3 separate regions of the Mus musculus genome follow, and regions 2 and 3 are each linked to region 1. The links are chromatin contacts, called in public promoter capture Hi-C maps. All regions are on one chromosome and are shown on one strand. The core of a region is the stretch at or near the end of the contact, and the rest is flanking DNA. Distances in the headings are between cores, read along the strand shown.

The links. Promoter capture Hi-C pulls out the DNA fragments that hold promoters and counts their contacts.
Region 2: a promoter capture Hi-C map of embryonic stem cells shows a contact between it and region 1, with 3 times the contacts expected there. The contact joins the enhancer-like site here to the promoter of Gtf2a1l in region 1. A contact is called at or near these places in 8 of 39 promoter capture datasets (the 3T3-L1 cell line, 3T3-L1-derived adipocytes, the HPC-7 cell line and 4 more), 2 of 484 Hi-C or Micro-C datasets (adipose-derived mesenchymal stem cells and cerebral cortex) and 1 of 9 other capture datasets (embryonic stem cells).
Region 3: a contact with region 1 is called in a promoter capture Hi-C map of second pharyngeal arch cranial neural crest, with 3 times the contacts expected there. The contact joins the enhancer-like site here to the promoter of Gtf2a1l in region 1. A contact is called at or near these places in 9 of 39 promoter capture datasets (the 3T3-L1 cell line, 3T3-L1-derived adipocytes, embryonic stem cells and 5 more).

What each region holds. Positions count from the first base shown.
Region 1 is chr17:88,666,928-88,670,201 of GRCm38.p6, reverse strand. It overlaps Gtf2a1l (general transcription factor IIA, 1-like), which reads right to left and starts at 1,542. Exons shown (of 9, transcript NM_023630.2): 1 at 1,471-1,542. The coding sequence starts at 1,491.
Region 2 is chr17:89,270,718-89,274,091 of GRCm38.p6, reverse strand. No RefSeq gene overlaps it. Among named protein-coding and RNA genes, the nearest start is that of 4933400B14Rik, 48 kb to the left of the region's middle. Within about 2 kb of position 1,766, at least 2 of the 459 cell types and tissues checked have an H3K27ac peak or open chromatin away from gene starts, as enhancers often do. A contact at or near this core is called in embryonic stem cells, where this site is marked.
Region 3 is chr17:89,459,412-89,462,846 of GRCm38.p6, reverse strand. No RefSeq gene overlaps it. Among named protein-coding and RNA genes, the nearest start is that of Gm4719, 82 kb to the right of the region's middle. Within about 2 kb of position 2,111, at least 2 of the 459 cell types and tissues checked have an H3K27ac peak or open chromatin away from gene starts, as enhancers often do. A contact at or near this core is called in second pharyngeal arch cranial neural crest, where this site is marked.

The DNA.
Region 1 (3,274 bases), core at 293-2,792:
TCACTCCAGGAGCAGCACAATTTAAACTAATCCTTCTAAAGACCCAGGGTAAGTCTATGAATAGGCCAATCAGTAACATTTAAATGTTGTTCACAGGCTTACCCATTAAGACTAAGTGCCCCCAGATGAGCTGCTGCTTCTCCGTCTACCCTGAGAAAGGCTTCTAAACTGAGGCTTCTGTTTTAATCCCAGCTATAAGATCACACTTAAGAGCTGCAGGGAAAACCCCTAGGGATAAAAACATCTTTTAAGACCTGCCCTTGGAGTCTAACAGCAGCAGTCCAAAAGAAGCCAATAAAATACAATTTTTCAAAAGCGTAGTAAGTATTGAACATGTCTCTCTTGTAGGACCGCCGTTAAACTTTATATTGCTTTCTCTATGTTATCTTTATTAAAACTATATATAGTCTGGACCTCCACCTTACCGGTATCTCCAAAAAAAAAAAAAAGAAGAAGAAGAAAATCTCATTGGCAATAACAATCAGGCAAACTGGTATTCGTGGAAAGCTTATATCCAGGCATCCATACTTTACAGTTCTTAAAACATAAAATGAACATACATGAGCATGTCTCTAAAAACGGAACCTTTTATGCTGTATACACAGACTTTTACAGACACAAACCTATCTTGGCTGCCCATTGTCCTTCTGGAAATGGGCATCTGTTGATAGTGGTTTTTGCCTTCAACTTGGGATTTTTAATTTGATGGATCTAACAAGTGCCGTTTTGCCTGTGAATTCTCACTGTGGGGTTTAGCTGTCCTTAGGGCAGCGTTAGAGCATTTCCTATTTAAGCATTAAGATGTTAAAGGGCAAGGAAAGGCAAGATCATGAGGCGACAATCCAAATCACATCACCTCTCATTCCGGGTTAGGAAGTAATCGCGGTGGTGGCGCGCACGTCTTTAATCCCAGCACTTGGGAGGCAGAGGCAGGCGAATTTCTGAGTTCGAGGCCAGCCTGGTCTACAAAGTGAGTTCCAGGACAGCCAGGGCTACACAGAGAAACCCTGTCTCGAACAGCATGAGCCACCTATGTTCCAATAACTAGGATTAGAGCTGGAGGCTGCTCTTTAAAGACTGAGGATCCGGAGTCTGAAGCCAGCCTAGGGTTCCTTTACATGACCTTGTCAAAAAAAAAAAAAAAAAAAAAAAAAAGAGGAGGGAGCAGGGAAAAGGGGGAGGGAGGGAGGGAGGAGAGAGAGAGAGAGAGAGAGAGAGAGAGAGAGAGAGAGAGAGAGAACCTAGGAATTTCTTAAACACAGAGGAAATCATCCTGATTGAGGGAACCCTGCCTCTACACGATGTCTAGGTGCCCTGAAACCTGGGTGACCTCAGTTGGAGTGGAACGCACACTTTTTCAAATGGAATCAGAGCCCCACGTGGCTGTCTTCTATTTCCTGTACCCCATGGTGAAAAGGGGGTGCCTATCAAAGTCTGGAGGGTGTCGGCAAAGCCTGCCCGCCTCCTTACCACCAGGTTGATGAAGGCCATGCCAGCCGCTCTGTGCCTAACCGTTTGCGCCTGCGTGGCAGAGAGCCGCCAGGCTCGCTTTTGAACCGTGGGTCCTCGTTGCTGCGCAACCGCGAGGCCGCTGGGGGCGGAGCTGAGTAGGACCGGGCAAGAAAGGTTAGGGGTTGGAGAAATAAAGTTTGGGCGTGGCACGGGTGTGGTAAGGCGTACAACCAACTTTAGCTAAGGGAGGTTGTGCAGTGTCAGGTCGATGGGGCAACCTCATCTTTGAAGGATGAAGGGAAGAAGAAAGAGGGCAGAAGATGTTATTCCTGTTTTTACCATGCCTCACTAAATATCACTCACAACTGCGCTCTATGCTGCCGTATAAAAAGTGTGACAAGAGCCAAATTCTTCTGTAACTAGTGGTTGAAGTGTGAGCAAAAGCAAAAGCAACTTCACCTGGAAAAGTGTTAAAAATACAGATGAAAGCCACAAAGACGCTCGCTGCCAAGTCTGACCCGTGTGCTAGAAGAGAGTGGGGGCTCTAGAAGCTGTCCTCTGTTCTCCGTAGGAACAGCTGTGCGAGTGGGCACACAGACAATCCATGCATCAATGCGTGTAAAAGAGATTAATACAAACAAGTAAGGGTTCATAAACGTAAACATCTCTACCAAATCAGGGACTGACAACTGGGGGCACAGCATACGGCGACTTCAAATGGTCTCCAGATAGTTCTGATGGGCATTAAAATGAGATTCACTGCCCTAAAACACATTCAAGAGTGGGGCCACATTAAATTTACCTGAAGGGTTCTTTCCTTTTAAAGGTTTGGTGCCTAAGTCTCTCCCCAGAGCATATGATTAAAACTGCAGCCTGAAGACAGAGAACTACCTTTTAAACCAAGTGGGCTCCCCAGTCCTCAGGCAGAAGTTGCCATCTTTGCCCTATAATCAATCTCTCTCTCTCTCTCTCCTCTCTCTCTCTCTCTCTCTCTCTCTCTCTCTCTCTCTCTCTCTCTCTCTCTCTCTCTCTCTCTCTGTCGGTCTCTCTCTCTCCCTCCCTTCCTCTTCCTGTCTCTGCTCTCTTGGGCTTGAAGGAACTTAACTAGCTAAAGCTGAAGATAGATTTAAGCTCACACGTCCCCACTAGTTCAAAGGGGAAAGTCATCTACTTCCACCACTCTGCCTTCAAGCAGCCTTTCTAATCTGAAGATAGATCTCGACCTAACAGATGGTTATGTGATGATTTAAAATCCCATTAGGGTTTAGAGTTGACTGCTTGCTTATTTGTGTGTGTAAGTGCAATAGAGCTGTGTGTGATTGCCCACTTTGAATTGCTTGCCTGGACCAGGTGTAAGCTTCTAGCTGCTGATTCATTTGGTGTCATTTTGAAGACTTTTCCTAAATTAAAAACTACTGGGAATTTCTTTACAAAAAGCCATTATGTGTGGTGATTTTTAATGGTTATATCTCTCTACGTGACAACTTACTACCTCAAATATTCAAAGTGACTTACCATCACCCAAAATAGAAAAGCTAAAAGCAAGCATTGATTCCTTCTGATATTATAAAATCCAATTAAATTATTCAAGCCGGGAAATAAGAAAGCTGAAAAGGTTCTTGTTTTCCATCTTTCTCTTTGCAGGGTTTCAAAATTATAATCCTAAATGCACAGAATGGGTAACAATCTACCATTCTGTGACAGCAAGCCATTTGCTGTACTTCATTATACATTATACCTTTCTCAAAGCGACAGAGTAGATGATGTGTATTTTTAAATTTAAATTTGGACCTTGGTACCCATAAAAAGTGTGACTAACAAT
Region 2 (3,374 bases), core at 517-3,016, 600 kb before region 1:
GGAAATAATATTAGCATATTATACAGAAAGAAATAGTCTTAAATTCTTTTGGTAGACAAGGAGAGTAAAACTCCAGGATTTAAAAAGGGGTACTTATTTGTAGGAAGGAATTTTCCATCTCTCAAGAATCTTCTCCACTGTTTCTTGCAGTTCTACACTAATTATAGTAGGCTCTTTCTAAAAGCAAATTCTCTTGGATGGAAGAAAAACTTCTTTGAATTTTCCAAAATTCTACTGGACCCCTCTCCTCGAAGAGACAGGTCAGAGAGCACATAGGCCAGAAGGGAGAGGCTGAGTAAGCCCCTACTACCTCACTCCTTAAAGACCAATCAATTTTAAGGGCACCCTGTTCCACCAATTATATTGTGCCTAGTTGCTAGGTTATTCTGCCCCTGGGAACCATATAAAAACTCGTCTAACGGGCGGCTGGGGGTCACCACTTCTCCTTTGGGTCTAAGATGACCCCAGTGCACTGGAACAATAAATTCCTCTTGCTTTTTGCATCAATTCGGGCTCTGAGTGGTTCGCTCAGGGGTTCCCTAATAAACTAAGGGTCGACAGATTCTTACACTTCCAAAGCTGGTGAGTGTGGTGAGCAAGAGCTCCTGAATGCCAGATGAGCTAAATATACAAGGAATAGGTTCTATAAGCTAAGATGAATACGAACCTGTAGAGAAACATTCTTTTAGAGTGAGAAGAGCTATTGCCTTTTGAGATTTAAATACATCTTGTTAAGCCAGCATTATTCACAAGATCTGACTGGTCTTGCTATAGTACGGTGGCACATACCTGCAGTTTCTGCAATAAAGAGGTAGACTGTTGTATAATTTTTTCTTGGGAGTTGTGAGCAAATGTTTCTTCAGACTGGCACTTATGGAAGAATAAAGAAATCAATCCAGAGAGTATATCTGATGAACCAATGAGTTTATTGTGATTATTTACAGAAGCATGGATGACTCTGTTTTAAAAGTAATATATTCCTACCAGTTGCTAAATACTGACACCAAGTTTAAAAATATAAACACCACATACCCAACTCACAGAATACCTTCTATAATTAAAAACATAAAATTCTCTAAAAACAATTAATTTCCTCTGTATTACTCTGAAAATGCCTTTCATCCACTTACATACCACCTCTCTGTTTTACCAGAATTACACTTATGTCTTTCTTCGGAGCACTTGATGAAATACCTCAAAAGAGAAAAATCAGCATTTTGACTATCACTTGGGTTTCTACTCCACTTTAGATCATAAAGTTCCCAAATAAAGGACACAAAACCTTTATGTTAATAATGAACCTTAAAGCATTAGAGCTGCACAGATATCAACCCTCTATGTTCTTCCCTGCCCATAACTCCAAGATATCACTGGATCCACCTACCCCATGGCATCTTCCTGCTAAGGACCAGCCTCATCTTGGAGAAGGGTTATGGAGAAGGGTGTTTGAGAGTGGTGAAATGAACAACTTGAAGTCAAATTGTGGGTTCTGCTAGAGACAGCTTTCCTGATTGCTCTCTCTATGTTCTGCTTCCTCTGATATTCTCCAGACAAAGCTCTGCTTGAGACAGCTTTTTAACAATTCTTAAAACCCTCTGGATAGCTCATCTCTTGCAAATCAAAGGCCCATTTTTTATTTACATAACAATTCCATCATTACCCCCCCCCAGGTTCCTTTTTTGATTACCCCACAAATCAGGAACCCAGGACCCTAGCCCCTTGATTCTTAGAAAGAGAAGCAAGAATAAGCACAGACAATAAGATAGCTGAGTGGGACCCCACCCTAAAATTAACATTTCTACCATTCCTGGTCCTGGACCTAAAGTCCCTCTGTCCCAGGCTGACCTTGAACTCAGGAATCTGCCTTTGTATCTGTCTGTCTCCTTATATTTCTGACAAACTGATTCACAGTACAGCCTCTATTCCTTTAGAACTTTGAAGGTCCTTATACAATTCATGTTACATTTTTATATTGTACATAGTTGAGAAGTTATATATTTGAACTCAGGCTTTTAGAGTTCTTTCCCACGACCTTAAGATCACAGCATCCAACTTGCTGAGACCCAGACATGCCCTAGACTCCCAGACTTTGGGTGTCTCTGATTATCATCCAGTAATTAAATTAAAGAAGCCATTCCTCAAAGGAAGGCAGAAAGTGAAATGTACAGTATAATATAAACCAGTCTTATGTCCAACCATCAACACTCTTGGATGATCATGCCCTTCTGGCTCTGTTCCAGGGGCAGGGGGCATGTCATTCCATCTCCACACATCGTCAAGAATGACCAGTATCCACCTTTCCTCCATTTTCTCTCTTCAGGCCCCAAGCCCTAGGAAGCAAAGCTATGTCTTCCTCTCTTGAGGTACATAATTTAGCATTTGAATATAAGCAGCATCACACCAACCCCATACATTTCCCGCCTTTGGTCTAAATAAAAAGGCTCTTTCTCTTATAATAATAAACAGCATACAGTAGGATCAATTATGAAAAATATTACATAAGAGGTACTGAAAAAGTAAAACATAAAAACAAAATTCTAGGCCTTTAGGCCCAGGTTTGGGAATGTGGCCTTTGTGACTCAATGCTCCAAGGTATGCTAATCATAAAACAGATAGCGACATCCCTCCACCCACCCACTTCCTGTGTTCAAGGAGTATTCATTCGAACAAAGTCACCCTGACCCACCCTGACCATTGCTGGAACCCGCTATGCAAATGTGCTATTGTTAGGGGCTCTTAGAAACTGTCTTGAGAAATAACCCTCACAATTACCAGGTATTCCTCGAGACTCTTGTGACTTTGCACTTCCTTGTGACTCTTAACTGGTATTTTTGGTATTTTCCAACAACGCCCTCCCCACCTCCTTGAGTTGTTGTTTCTTCCTTTAAATACCCCCTGACCCAGCTACTCGGGGCGCCACAGTCCTCTACCCCTGCGTGGTGTATGACCGTGGGCCCGAGAGTGCTCTTGAATAAAAATCCTCTTGCAATTTGCAGCAAGACCGTTTCTTGTGGGTGATTTTGGGGTCCTCATGTTGTGGGTCTTTCAGTACATTCAAAAATTCCAGTATGTTTGTATTTGTAAATATTTGAACAAAGTATTACTTCTCCTATCCTATCTCGGTGAGTTTAGAATTCTGTATCTAAACCCCTTTTTTTCATTACCATATTAAGCATTTAAATCCTCTAATTTTCAAAACTTACACTTACCAACCTTAAAACATCCATTTAAAATTCCCTTCAACCTTCATAACTTGTATTTACTATCCTAGAAACATCTCCTTAGATCCTAACACATTTTCCTAGATACTTTATAAGTTTAGTTGTGAAACTATGCCTATTTAGTTTTCAACCCCATCAGAGACCCAAGAAGAA
Region 3 (3,435 bases), core at 862-3,361, 790 kb before region 1:
GTAAACAAGGATGGAGATAACAAGCCTCTAAATCTAAATGAAACCTTTACCCCAGTATATTTGTTTTGTAATCTTGAATATAGTATCTTCATTGTTTGCCTCTTCTTCCAGAGATGTAAAACATTTGGAAAAATTCATGAAACCATACAGCAGCAAGATTTATTTTTCCACTTGAGCAATGTTGTTTATATTTGCCTTATTCAAACCACTATAGCTAGTTCATCAGTAACCAAAGTGACTATAGTTATTCCTTTTGGGGCACTGTTAAAATAAACTTATTTATATAATTTTCCATATTACTGTTTTGCTAAAAATTAAAAATCTAGATTTTGTTACATTAATAACCAAATCTGAAATGCTCTTACAATCCTTAAATATGTAAATAAGTGTTTAGTGTCTTTGGCTCCAAGAAAAAAGTAAATATATCAGTAATGCTTCGAGTGCACATGTTTACTTTGGAGGTTTCTATGCAGCATGTTCCTATAGATTTGTACTTGAACATATATTTGAAACTCTTGTGCTTGCTGTCATCATTTTTAGAAAAAGTAAAAATAATAAAACTAGAGGAATTGGTACATTCTAATGATATATCACATGTGATTTCCAGGATCCTGCCCTAGAATGTGCACTTAGTTCCCAGCCTTTCATGAGTATTTGAAAAGACCGACACAAAGAATAAAAGGTGAGCACAGACCTTATTTGTCAGCACGCAGTATTGGTTTGTCATTTTCCACATTAACGGAATTTTGTGACTGAGTGACCCTGTTAATATAGCTCTGTGTTTTCTGTCACACCATCAGTAACAATCTTCTAAATAGGAAAAGCAGGCATTAAAAACCTATGGCTGATTTCACTCCATTTTCCTCTCCTTCACAACAGTAAACAAAGGCTATTACATTGTGATTCAACTTGTACCACCGAAATAAGGAACACACTCTGAGTGTTGAAAATTTTCCCTGCTGAAAAAGCTGGCTAAAATCAATGTAGATACTCAGATAAAACACACACACACACACAAACACACACACACACACACACATGCACACACACATGCACACATACACACACAAAACAAAACAAAACAAAACAAAAAACTTTGTTTATTCAATTGGCATCCCGATATCAGCTCTTCATTTCCTCTGAGTACCCCCATGAAGAGCCTCTACTATTCTTCCATCCTCTTCTCCCCTGAGAATGGGGGAGGCCCCCTATAGGTATTACCCCCACCCAGCACATTAGATTGCTGCAAGACTAGGCACATCTTCTCCCACTGAGGCCAAACAAGACAATCCATTTAGGTGAACAGGAGTCATAAGCCAGTAGGCAACAGATTCAAGAAGAGCCCTGATGTTGGGGACCAAGCTGCTCATCTGTCACATATGTGCAGGGGGCCCAGGTCTAGTTCCTGCTCAATCCTTAATGTACAATCAAGATCTTTAACTATTTGTGGGTGTTTGAGTGTGTGTGTGTGTGTGTGTGTGTGTGTGTGTGTGTGTGTGTGTGTGTATGAAAGAGAGAGAGCAAGACCAAAAATTAATCTTGCTAAATGTCACTTTACACTTCATTTTCTAGCCAAATTTGGGGTCCAAGTCATGTATATCAGGTTCTTCTAATCCCTCTGAGTTATGTGAGTCAATTCTGGTCCCATGATTCAGTGTCAGAGAGCATGTCTCTTGATCAAAAAAATGTTCTAATGAGGGAAGGACATAATTTGCACAGGGGAGGTTAGGAGTTTTAGAAACTTGGTCTTTCTCATAACTGGGAACTCTTCCTGGAGAGGGTTAGCTGTCTCCACAAGGAACGCTTCTTGCTTCATGGGAAAGCATTTTTGCTCTGTCACTATCACTGCTGGTTAGCCCTTTCACATGACTCCTATGGTCTCTTGACTCACTTCACTTTCTATAGACTTTTTTTTTTGTTGTTGTTGTTTTGTTTTTTTTTCAATTTCAGTCAACCTTCAATATTGAAAAGAATCTTAAGTTTTAGATTCATCCATAAGTTTTCAACTCTTCATCCATAAGACTGCAGAAGTAGACCCCTGCTACAGCTGACTGTATTGTGTGAAGCAGAAACAAAAGCTTATTTGAGAAGCCATATTAACAACACCACTCACATCTGTTCTTCGTTAACTTATCAGACCCTATTACTGGGCAAACACTTTAATCCCTAATGCAGACACTGATGAATACATATTAGTAGAATGGGGGCGTGGATTTCACACACATTGACAAAGCTGCCTTCTCTGTGGACTCACATCTTAGAACAGCCCCACACTTTCGGTGTAGCTCCTGGAACAACACTGTGAATTTCTCCATTCATATACTCGAGACAAAAGGCGTTTCTGCAGTTTTCTATTAAAATAGTCCAGAAGCTCTGACTCCTGTGAACCTTCAATCACATATCCACTTCCACATCATTTCTATTATCTGTCTCTCAAACTCAGTAAGCTCACATGGAACGTGGATGCTTGCTGAAAGCAACAGCAATGCTGTGGGAGCAAACACTGGGGGGCAATAAAATAATTCTTACTTTTTTGATGGATAGAGCACAAATGAATGTTTACTACCAGACAGATTTGTAGCAAATCTACAGAATTAATTCATGCAGAGGAAACAATCATGGGAAAAAGATTAATAAACCAAGAAAACCACTTACATAGTAATAATTTTAAAGAGTTAAAAAAAAATACCAAATTGAGTTATTGACATACACTTTTAGCCATGGCTCTTTTAAACATCAACCTTCAAGTTCCAAACAGCAATCTTCTTTCTACTTCCTCAACACCCTCATAATTAATACAAGTCTCCAGATCCCCTTGTCTCCTGGTCCCTACACCATTCCTCCCATTAATACTTTAGATAACAATATAAAACAGAGCATTGGGTCCCTGCAATGGTATTCCACTTAATGTATGTAAATGTTTGCAAACAATTAGCAATATGTGACAGAATAGATTGGAAGAAAGAAAAACCCAACAAAATTTCGGCACATACCTTTATTGTAAGATGATTTTGTTGAGAAATTAACTTAGGTCTATTTTAATTTTAGGAAAATGAATTAAGAACATGTCTTTATAAAGATATTTTATGACCTCTAGATGCTAATTTCCTAAGTTTATATGTTTTCTTAACTTCATTGACACTTGTTATATATACATGGAGAAAGAAACTGATATAAAGACCAAAGGCCATGTACAGGGAAGGACAGTTAAAATTAAGGTCCACTTGAGGGGTAGTATGAAAACCTAATACAATAAAAATTCAATGCATAGAAGTACTTATGTGAAAACTTCTAAATTAAAATCACCAAATAATAGGAGTGACAAACCCCAATTGAACTTCTTTCACCACCAAATGAAACCTCCAGAGCTGGGAATGTTGGTCAAGCAGGACCCATAGAAACTCCAAAACAATCCAGGATATTTCCAAGGTTATT